Linked DNA regions of Takifugu rubripes: region 2 is linked to region 1. The links are chromatin contacts, called in public Hi-C maps. All regions are on one chromosome and are shown on one strand. The core of a region is the stretch at or near the end of the contact, and the rest is flanking DNA. Distances in the headings are between cores, read along the strand shown.

What was found. Hi-C and Micro-C count contacts between places; a contact is called where the count stands out from the background.
Region 2: a contact with region 1 is called in a Hi-C map of an unstated tissue, with 4 times the contacts expected there. The contact joins the promoter of cbln2b here to the promoter of rttn in region 1. A contact is called at or near these places in 2 of 2 Hi-C or Micro-C datasets (muscle and an unstated tissue).

What each region holds. Positions count from the first base shown.
Region 1 is chr10:3,419,981-3,425,260 of fTakRub1.2, forward strand. rttn (rotatin) reads right to left here and starts at 1,964. Exons shown (of 50, transcript XM_029842546.1): 1 at 1,796-1,964; 2 at 1,341-1,528; 3 at 1,005-1,194; 4 at 771-869; 5 at 598-688; 6 at 410-524. The coding sequence starts at 1,826. It also overlaps a transcript of socs6a not described here.
Region 2 is chr10:3,590,698-3,595,977 of fTakRub1.2, forward strand. It overlaps cbln2b (cerebellin 2b precursor), which reads right to left and starts at 2,948. Exons shown (of 4, transcript XM_003976205.2): 1 at 2,690-2,948; 2 at 1,812-2,351; 3 at 1,163-1,282; 4 at 44-1,072. The coding sequence starts at 2,099. The coding sequence ends at 875.

The DNA of each region.
Region 1 (5,280 bases), core at 714-3,213:
GCAGAGGTACGTCAAGACCAAACGACATCCTCAAAGCAATCTAGTGCTTGCTGAAGCAAATTAACCCTCCGAGGACCTCCACAACCTCCTGCTGGATCAGGGGCGCTGAATTATAAATTGCTGTTTTGTTCAAGGACCCTATTTGACAAGATGTCATTTTGACAGTGTGCAGAGTGATCATCCTGTGGATTGTACTGGTAGCTAACAATTGCAACAACCTGACTCACATCAATAATGAACGGTAATAAATCATATAAATAAGCAGGTGAGGCACCCTAGACCTCCTCAATTGTATCTAAGAATCCAAATAAAATGTGTTTCCAACAAAGACAACATTTTTCTTTTTTTTTTTTAAAGCGAAGCTTACTGTTTACAGCTTTAGCATGAAATCGTGGTTATATAATGATACCTTAAAAATCTGGGGTCGTTGCAGGAAGATCTCAGCAGGAAAGTCTTGCATAATAACATCACAGAGCAGTTCACATGTGGTCCGTATCAAGTTGGGGTTGCTGCTCTTTAGAGAACTGTTCAGTATACAGAAATGTAAATTTAACTTGAATGTCATTTTGGATGAACAGTACGTATCTTATCTCTAACCTCTCGTTTGACGACAGAATGTGTCTGTCTGTGTTGGACAGTGTCAGCCACGGGAACACAGAAAACTTGAGACATTTCACAGATTTGTGCACTGCATAACACAAAATAAAACATGTAAACAGGGGCATTTCTAGATGACATATATTTTAAAGGAGCCATTCAAACACAGGCACCTGCTATTCTCTGAAGTGAAACATCAGTTTGACTTGGCCTGGTTGTATGGAAATAGCCCATCTTTGGAAATTGCTCCTGGTGTGCAAGGGAAGTGGGTGCTAGAAAGACGCATAATGCATTAACGTATAATGTATTTCAAGTCACAAGATCAGCCTGCTTATACCATTCTAGCCCTCTATCTGTTCATAAAACAGCATCAAAACAAAGACTCTTCAGGCTGTAAGATGCAACACCTGTTGGAGCTGTGCTGTGCTGTCCATGCGAGGACAACACTGCATGACTGGGGAGTAACTCAGGAAGGTGGAACAGCTGGTCCAGGGTTCCATCAATGACAGCTCGCAGTCTGGGTTCCACATTAGGAGACAGGTGGATGAGAAAGTCCACAGCCCCAATGTCTCTAAGCATCTGGGCTGCACTGGGATGCTTCAGAGGACCAAATGAAAAATGGAAATAAAAATTTGCTCTTAATTAATTGTAGTCACAAATCATGGTGCTTTGTGTTATAATACAGCAGCCAGATTTGTTTGTGATAAATGTATTGTGTCAGCACCCACATGCATTACTGTTACCTTTGCTAAAGTTGAGAGCAACTCCAAGACCTCTTCCTGCATTGGCACCTGGGGAAAGTTGAACCATTCGAGAAGATGCACAAATAACATCTTTTCTTGGACAATGTCAGAGACCGAGATCAGGGAATAGTCCAACTTGCACATGATGCTCTTCAGCGCCCGGACTCTTATCTCCACCAAAGAATGGCCTGAGATATAAAGAATAGACTAGTTTATTACAACGGTAGTAACGAATTCACGAGAAGGGAATAAGAACTTTTTACTTGAAATAGCTAATTAATACTGGGCAGACAATCAGAAAAGTTTATCTGCCTTTTAATATTAAAGGCCATGCCTTTATAAAATTGTACATGTAATTACATTATAGCTTGTATGCTATCGTTAGCATACAAGCTATAATGTATTCGTAATGTAATTTTACACGCTACAAGTGTTTAGCTACTGTGTTAGCTTACCTGTTTTCTTAATAAGTGAAGATAACTCCATGTTCAACGTTGAGCACTGTTCTGCGGGTAAAAAGGAACTATAAAACCTGGAACATTTGTAGTTTTCTATGTTGTAGTTATTCGATTTTCTGTCAACAGCGCCAGCGGGACCGTTTTCAACAACCGCGCCAGCGACAATCCACTTCCTGTCGAGGAGCAGGAGGCGTTCATGGTCATAAACTGGGTCGGAAAACTGCCCCTCAAGAGTGTGAAGAAAGATAATGTCCCCAGTCATTTACTTACGTTTGTAAAATTATTATTATTATCAATAATAATAATAATAATAATAATAATAATAATAATAATAATAATAATAATGATAATGATAATGATAATGATAATAATAATAATAAGATTAAGATTAAGATTAAGATGGACTTTATTCATCCCCGTGGGGAAATTGAATTATAGTAGCAGCGAATGCAGAGTAAAGAGACAGAAAAAAAATTAATATTAATAATATTAATAATAGAATGTAAACGAGCAAATGTATATATTTTTTGTTAAATCCAAACTGACAATAAGTGCCTCCCAAGGATCGGTCCTTTCAAACATGTTTCTGTCGTAAAATGATTTTTTGGGACAAATTTTATGGAGCAGCCCTGTTTTACATGATGCATGGTTTTTTTAAAACAATGCTGTGCATTGCCTCTGAACACATACGTGAAAGCAGTGTTAATCCATTTGAACAGCAGCTCCCACTTGAGATGTGGCGCGTGAATCATTGGCGGGCAGTGTGATAATTAACAAAATTTGCAAATGATGATTTAATATAATAATACAACCACACAGCTTTTAATTGTTGGGTGGGAATTCAGCCTAATTAATTTGGCTTCATACTGAAAATTCCACTGTTCACCCTTAAATGAGATTCAACTTGAGCTTTCCTGTTTTATTAACCCTTCAAAGTAATTTTACTCTTATGCAGCCTCTTTTATCATGGGCTGAATGACAAATTTCTTATGGAAAGCTAAACATTTAGTTGTTGTTTTTTCTTATTTCTCTACAGATCAGAGATGTAACTGTAAAAGCATATAATTATTGAGCCCCTTTCAAATTGTTTTGTATGTCTATCCTTTTTACTGTTTTCAAACACAGTCATTTTACAAATTTTGCAAAGTGCCTCAAATGCAACATCCCAAGCTTCCTGAATGGGTTAAAATAATCACAATTTAAACCCCTTTTTTTGCCAGTTTTACTGTTGACACAGCATCATCTCAGATTTCCACCTAAAACATGACACAAACTGAACCACAGTGATTCAGCACAAATCATTGAATCCTGTGTTTGTTTCTCAATGAACGGCAAACATGGATATTGTGATTTAAAAAAACAAACTTTGACCGGTGGTGTTCCTCAGGGGCCCATTTTCAGGCCCACACGTTGTTGTTTTTTTTTACATGGTTCTAATATGTCTTATTATTGCAAGAAAAACAACATCCCTTGATTTTCATAATATTGATCAGACATTTTCTTTCTGTGAAACTGTGAAATTCTGCAAATTTGAGGTACTGTGTTTGCTATTCAGAGGCAGAACCTGAGTGGTCCTCCCGGCCCGTCACTGTTTGACACACCTGCTGTTTGAGGTTTTCCACTCCACTGAAAGCATCGAGTATATAAGGGTGGGTCTCACCCCCACCCACCATCTGCCCAAGCCAACAAGCCCCCATTGGGTCCAGTTACAGCACTCGGAGGCAACAGCAAAACAAATCAGGCAGCTAATTTGCAACAATGCCTGCTCCATGTTAGTCGATTAAATGGTACATAAATGAATTTTGAAAAATTGATCCTGAAGCACAAGATTCATCAGTCAGCCTTCACAACACCATGCAAAATTTATGGTCCTATAAGACTCATAATTCCTGTTAACCAGCCTGCTAATACAACAATCCTAGCACAACAAGGTAGCCTGGATATTTGTCTGGTTACAAATATCAAACCAAAGTTTTCTTGCCTGGCCTAATTTACTTTGTCAAAACTGTTGCACCCTTGCTCTAATGTGTCCTTGGTGCTATGAGCTGTAAGCCCACATCTCACCAACACCCCCACCCCACTCCAACACATCAAGCAGAGGCAGCCTGATCAAGCCTAATAGGGGCTGGTAATTAGAGTCTTTGCATAGTGCCTGTCTACACACAACTGCCCTAAGCAGGTTGGCAAAGGACTGCCATGCACTTGACAGCGTGGAAAAAACAATGTAACATGCAGGATGTGGACCAAATTAGCCTGATGCTGGTAAACACCATCTACTAAAACAATGCTGACACTAATTAGGAAACCAATGTATCATTTCAGAGTTCAAACTTTAGTTGCTGTGTCAAATTATGAAAATACCTAGTGGACGTTTCTGGAATACAGAGCAAGTTATATACAAACAAGTTTGGGTATTTTTCAGCAGTGTTCAGGAGAAATCTATTGATCTAAAGTCATCTCATATTACTAAGTTACTGTATTCACATAAGGTTTTAAATATTAAAAAAATACTTGAAAATGAAAGGATAACTTGTCTAATAACTTAAATAATCAATATCTCTCTCTCTCTGTATGTGTATATGTGCTGACATATATAAACACACTCACACACATCCAATCTTTGGTTTTTTTCCCACACCCATCAAACTAGACAAATATCCCAGTTTTATATTTTATGTATATATATATATATACATATATATATATATATATGATCATAATTATTGAGCATACATATTATGCTCATTTGCACATTTTGCCAAGATGATCAATGTCATCCCAAAAAGAAATCTAACTCATGAGTGCACCCATGATATAAAACTATATCCCAGATTTGTTTTGTTGTAGTTAAAATATTCATGATCTGGGATATTTGTCTTGTTTGATGGGTGTGAAAAAACAAACAAACAAACAAAAAACAAACAAGGAAGATCGGAGCCGCTGAGTGTGTGTTGGATTCGCTCCGTCTGACGCTGCTGCCATAATTCAACAGGCAACAAAGAAAGAAAGGAGGAGGCCGTTAGCGTGCAAGTGTTAGCCAACCTCCCCAGAAAGATGTCTCCCTGTTTTAATATCATCGCCGACATCACCATGTACGTCTAGCGTGGAGCCGAATACAAGGAGCTGTAAAAGAACATTCGTGCTTTGTTCTGCAATGTAAAGGGAACTTGATGGTAAAATTCTCTTTGGCTCTAAATGTTTGCCTAGCTAGCTTTTTGACTTGAGTAGCAAGCTAACATTAGCCAAGCTATCGTTAGCATTAGGGTGCGAATCTTTCCTGTGCGTGTTGAACATGATTGAATTATCACATGTGGGTCAATTTTGTCGGGTCTCGCAAGAGGACATAGATTTAGTTTTAGCATTTTTGTGCGTGTTTTTTAAGCTTATCCATTACACGTTTACCTTGGAACTAATCGATATGCTATCAAAATAACTGAATGGTAGCTAACATTGTTAGCATGCAAGTATCTTGAACGTGATAA
Region 2 (5,280 bases), core at 1,698-4,197, 170 kb after region 1:
CCACGCAAACGTAAAAGAAAAGTCGATGAATGCGCTCAGCCTATAGTACAATACAATATATTTTATTAAGCGGGACATATAGGGATTTTTCTATTATTTCCACAATGTACATTTAGTGAGCAACGTCACTGAACATCAGTCAAAGCTACGCAGATTCCGAAATGTCGAACACACAATATTGTGAATATGTATTTAATAAACTGTATAACTATTTTTTCTCAAATAAAAGGGCTGTAGTTCATCTTCGGTGGCTGAAATATGTCGCCTTTTTTAAAAACTCTTTTAATAAACTCTTCGGTGGCCTACATTTGGCTTATTTTCAGTAGCATCCAAACGCAACACCATTGACATCACACAAAAAAAAAACATAAAGTTCCACTCGTGCAAAAGAATTGCCTTGGGTGTGACAAAAACACCTGTCTGGTTGTCCATAATTCCACGGCTTATTTCATCTGGACGGAAACCATATATTCTTTAAGGCTATACAAACATAAAATAAAGCATGAATACGCGGTCTGTCCAGGACATCAATTCTTGTTCTCATTATTTTCTCCCGTGTCCGTTTCTCCTTGATGCCCCCCGGTTGTTTACTGGCAGAGTTTGTTTCCACAAGCAAGAAAAAAATTCCACATACCAGACAAGTGCGCGCCACTGGCCGATCGATACGTTTAATCATCCAGATTGCGTAAAAGTTGATGGATTTGATTATATGAATCTCCAAGGAAACGTTTTGACTAAGATAGCAGAGGACTGTGGGTATACAGATATTCTTCGGCTTCCTTGGCAGACAGTTAAGTTCAAAATAAATGTCATGTGTTTGACTTTGTGTTCCTCGTCGTGAGTTCCGTGCGACGGTGGGGCATCGCGCACCGGATTATAAAGGAAAGACTAGAAAGCCTGAGAAGGTGGAGTATTTCCATCCGCCCATTAAGGTGCCGCGTTCCAGCTTCAGATAGACCCGGTCCTCCCGCTCCACCATCAGCAGTACTCCGTTGCTGGCCGCCTCTCTCGTCACGTCCTGGTCCCCTGCGAACGCTGATATAACCGGATAATCATTCTGCATCAGGTTCACCTAAAGGAGAGCGGAGACGTAGCGGGTTAAGTGGAGTGGTCTTATCACTTCTAAAGTGCCATCGTGAACGTCTCTTTCATAACTTCTCACCTGTATGGTTTGTCTGTTGTACACCTTCACAACGTGAAAGCTGAAACTATAGATCCCCCTCCGCGGAGCTTGGAAAACACTTGTTTTCAGATCAAAATGGTTCCCGATATTGACTAAAACCTGTGACCAAAAAGGGCGCAAGATGAGAAATAATGCGTTTTTATTCCACCTTCATGGTTCACTTCATCTGACAGCCATGTTTAACACATACAGTGTTTGACTGTGGCCTGCACTGCCTACGGAGGTGTTCAAATCATATTCCGGTCGGATTTTTCTTTTTTTTTTTTAAAGAATTTCGGTCAAAATTTTGGGGTGTTTCCTTTTCAGGCCACAGTCCGAAAAGCTTCAACCTACAAATTGCAATCAAAAACCAAATCTGTAATGTTAGCTCAGCCCAGAGCCAAGACGCACATCAAAATGATTCTGCGGTGCATCTCCAAATTGTGCCAATTACGCACAACTTTAAAGAAAGCGCTTTCGCGTCATGGCTCAGATATCACAGACCTTAACTACGATGCTTTGTCCACTAAATATGAACTTAATCAAGGAGGTTCTTTTTTCTGGATTGTACTATTTACAAATCTGCAGATTAGAAACGATAAATCAGTAAATGATGGCTGTATTTCATAAGGTCAAGAGAAAGCCCAACCTGGTCAAAGTAGATGGTCATGGACGTGTTGCTCATCTCTGACGGCTCATGGTTGGTCCCGCGCACGGCGGAAAAAGCCACCTTTGCCCCAGCGGAGCGCACTGAAATGCCCAGTGAGGAGGTGACCCCGCCGTCCGAAGACGGGTTCGAGTCACACACGACGAGACACTTTCCTTCCAGGACGATGGGCTCCGTGTCGTTCTGGCCGAGGCAGAAAGCAACGCCGCATCCCAAGAGGAGTGTCAGAGCCAGCATGGCACAGGGTCCCGGACAGCGCACGGGCACCATGGTCGGATCACTGATCCCTTCCGCACAAACCGATAGCCCCTTTGAGGTTTGTTATAGCACTCGATCAACGGGTCCAGACTTACTCCTTTCTCCTCTTCGTTCCGTTTTCTCTCTTCCTCTCTCTGTGGTTCTCTCTCACTCTCTCAAACACCCCCTGACACACAGACGCACTCAGACCGGCTGAGACTCCCCTCCCTCCTGCGCGTCTTAGTCGATTTTGGGGGAGTATTCAGGCGCTTGTGGTTAGAAATCCTGTTAAATGAGGATGTAAATTGATATGAGGTTTCATGTCAGACAACACCGAAAATCCTTTTTTGTTTAGTTAAGAAAGCTGTGCGTAATATTTTCATGTAAAATATTTTTTCTCTTTCTAATTAAAAAAAACTCGTATGAAATATATATTTGCAATCTTTTATTAATCTGATTGTATAAAATGCTTGGTGAAATGCTGTGATCTTGCCGTTAAATCCCACTTTGTTTCAAATTACCAATCGCTTTAACCTAATGTCCAACAAAAATGAAATACTTTTCAGGTATTTCTTGTAAATAATGAATCAAAATTCGTGTTCAAAAGATTTTCTAAGACCCACCTGTGCTCTCCATCCCGCTGGTACGCGCACGCACTGTCTCCCGCAGACTGTGAAGTGAGCGCTCAGATCACTGGTGCTAAAAAGCAACACTCTCTGGGCTCCCTTTCGAGGGACAAACTCACGCCCATTCTCTGCATGCGTGCGCTGCCAGCGAGAGTCCTCCAAGGGTGCCCACAGTGGAGGAGCACACGCGTGGACTGATCGGGTTTGTTTACGCATTAATTAGTTCGGCGTTGGACGCTTAGGGGGCCCCATGAGAGCACAGAGATCTCCTGCTCTCTTGGTCCGTCATTTATATGCTGGGATTCTCTTATATTTCTCTCTGAATAATCTTAAACGAGGGGGAGTTACCTTGCCATGGCATGTCACATTCGACATGCATGTACATATTCCTCATTTGGGACTTCAAGCGACAATTTTATGAGTTCAATTAAGATCTTTGTGCGACACCCAGTGGTAGCTTTTATTACTACATCGTGAGTTTAGAATTAAAAACATCACCAAAAATCCAAATATAAGCCATTAAAAATGTCTACTTTCTGTGATCAGCATGTTTTATTCATAGATGTACACCGGTGGATCAGTAGAATATTCCAAATGCACATCACACTTAACTAAGCATGCCATTGATCAATTGAAAGCAGGTGAAACTTCTGAAAATACCCACTACAACTGACCTGCACCTCTCCATAGCATCCTTTCTTTTCCAATTCATGCTATGTCACAAGCCTTTGAAGGGCTATGTAGCAGGGCCTTATCAGTGCTCTGAGCAGCTGAACTGTCTGCAAGTGGGCTTCAAAGAAAGTGAACCCTCATGCTAGACCTTTAACAAGCTGTCATTTGGCCAGTTAAGTATACTGGTGGCATTATTCAAGGCCTGACACATTGAAGGGCAAAGTATGGTCTTGGACATCATCAGGGTTATGAAGATTTGCCAGGGAGAGACTAATATACTGTATAACATCTTTGTAAATTCATTCACAAAATAAATAGTGCACACTTTATTTAAACCAAATCTCAGTGAGTCACACTAATCCTTCGCCCCTTTTCCCACCACCATTTGACAAATCTTGCACTGTCACATCTGACTGACAAACCATGCAGAAGAGTGACATCAGGTATCCGAGAGCCACAGCTGACCTCGGGCCTGCGAAGGGACATGCAGCCACAAAAATCATCAAATGTCAAACTTGCAGAGGGAGGAGATGTGGCCTAAATGGCATAACCATACCAGTCTCTGCCATTGCCCTGAAAGGGGTTTCTCTTCCATCAGGCAGGCTGATTGGCCAGACTGACAGGAGCGTTATGGTTATTTTCCCTGACAGCCAGCAGAGCCTGCCGGCATCCTGAAAAGGGGAGGTCGATCATGTGATGGGTCTCAAGAGCGACATCTTCTTCATTGCAAATATGGGAGCTTATCATCTACAAAGGCAAATTTTGCATTGTCATTTTTATTTTCCAAAATGAATCAGTGTGTTCAAGGTTCCAGTCCTCTCCCCTATGCTAATGCCACCATATGTCTCACAAGGTCTAAAATATCCACTAAAGTGGTTTGTGTCCATCTGTCCGCTCGTCCATCTGCTCGTGTGCGATGAGAAGCGAATGTTTTGAAATGGGGTCAAACTCCTAAACAAGTTAAGTGTATTTCTCCAGCAGAGCACTGGAGTAAACGTCAGAGCTACGGATTTGTTTCATGTCTCCTGTTTCATCAAGAAGTTGTGACCTCTATCTGAGCATAACAAGGCAGGAAAGTAGCTTCAGTCTTCCCCATTTGGCTTTTACACACCCAGAAAAAGGTTAAAGCAGGTGGTGGTAAAGTGTTTGTGTTCATTTAGTCTGCAGGTGTGAGGAACATCACATAGGATATATGCTGAAGGAATTTGATAGTGATTCTTCTGATAAAAAAGTAAAAAAATAAAATAAAATGGTTAAAATACATTTGTCATTGTTTGTGGGGCTACACAACACATCACAAATCTTTTGATGTTAAATATCCAACATCCAAAATAAACACATTACAAAGACTGCTGGATATGCAGTGCTATGGCATTCCACGTTTCATGCACGCACGCTTTGCACTGTTGCCCTTTTGTTGCGGGTCTGGGACGTACATCCCTGCACAGACCTGTGCAAATAGTGACCAGGCAATGGGCCCAGAAGATTAGAGGGATATGTTGAACAGTGACGCTCAGTCTTTTTGTAAAATGTTTTCTAGAATTCCAAAGCCATTGCAAAATAGATAGAAAGGCGTCCATCTGATGTAAAGAACAGAAGATGCTGACCCAAACGTCGGCTCCTTCGTCTTTGATCAGTGACAGTTTTGTCTCAGAGATTCTGGTTCATATTTACTAAAAACAAAGATTTCCTCTGATCATGTTTCCCAGATATGTGCTTCTGACCCATGTTTTTCCTGGTCTAACAGCCAGAAACACAGCGATAATTGTTTTCCACAACAGCTTTGGAGATTTACCTGCCTCCAATAGGATGGCTCCATGAAAACCTTTTTTTGTGACGGGTATGGTATGGACCCAAGTGCAGTACACAACAGGCAAAGAACTGATGATCAGTCAACTGGTTTATTAACTGCAATC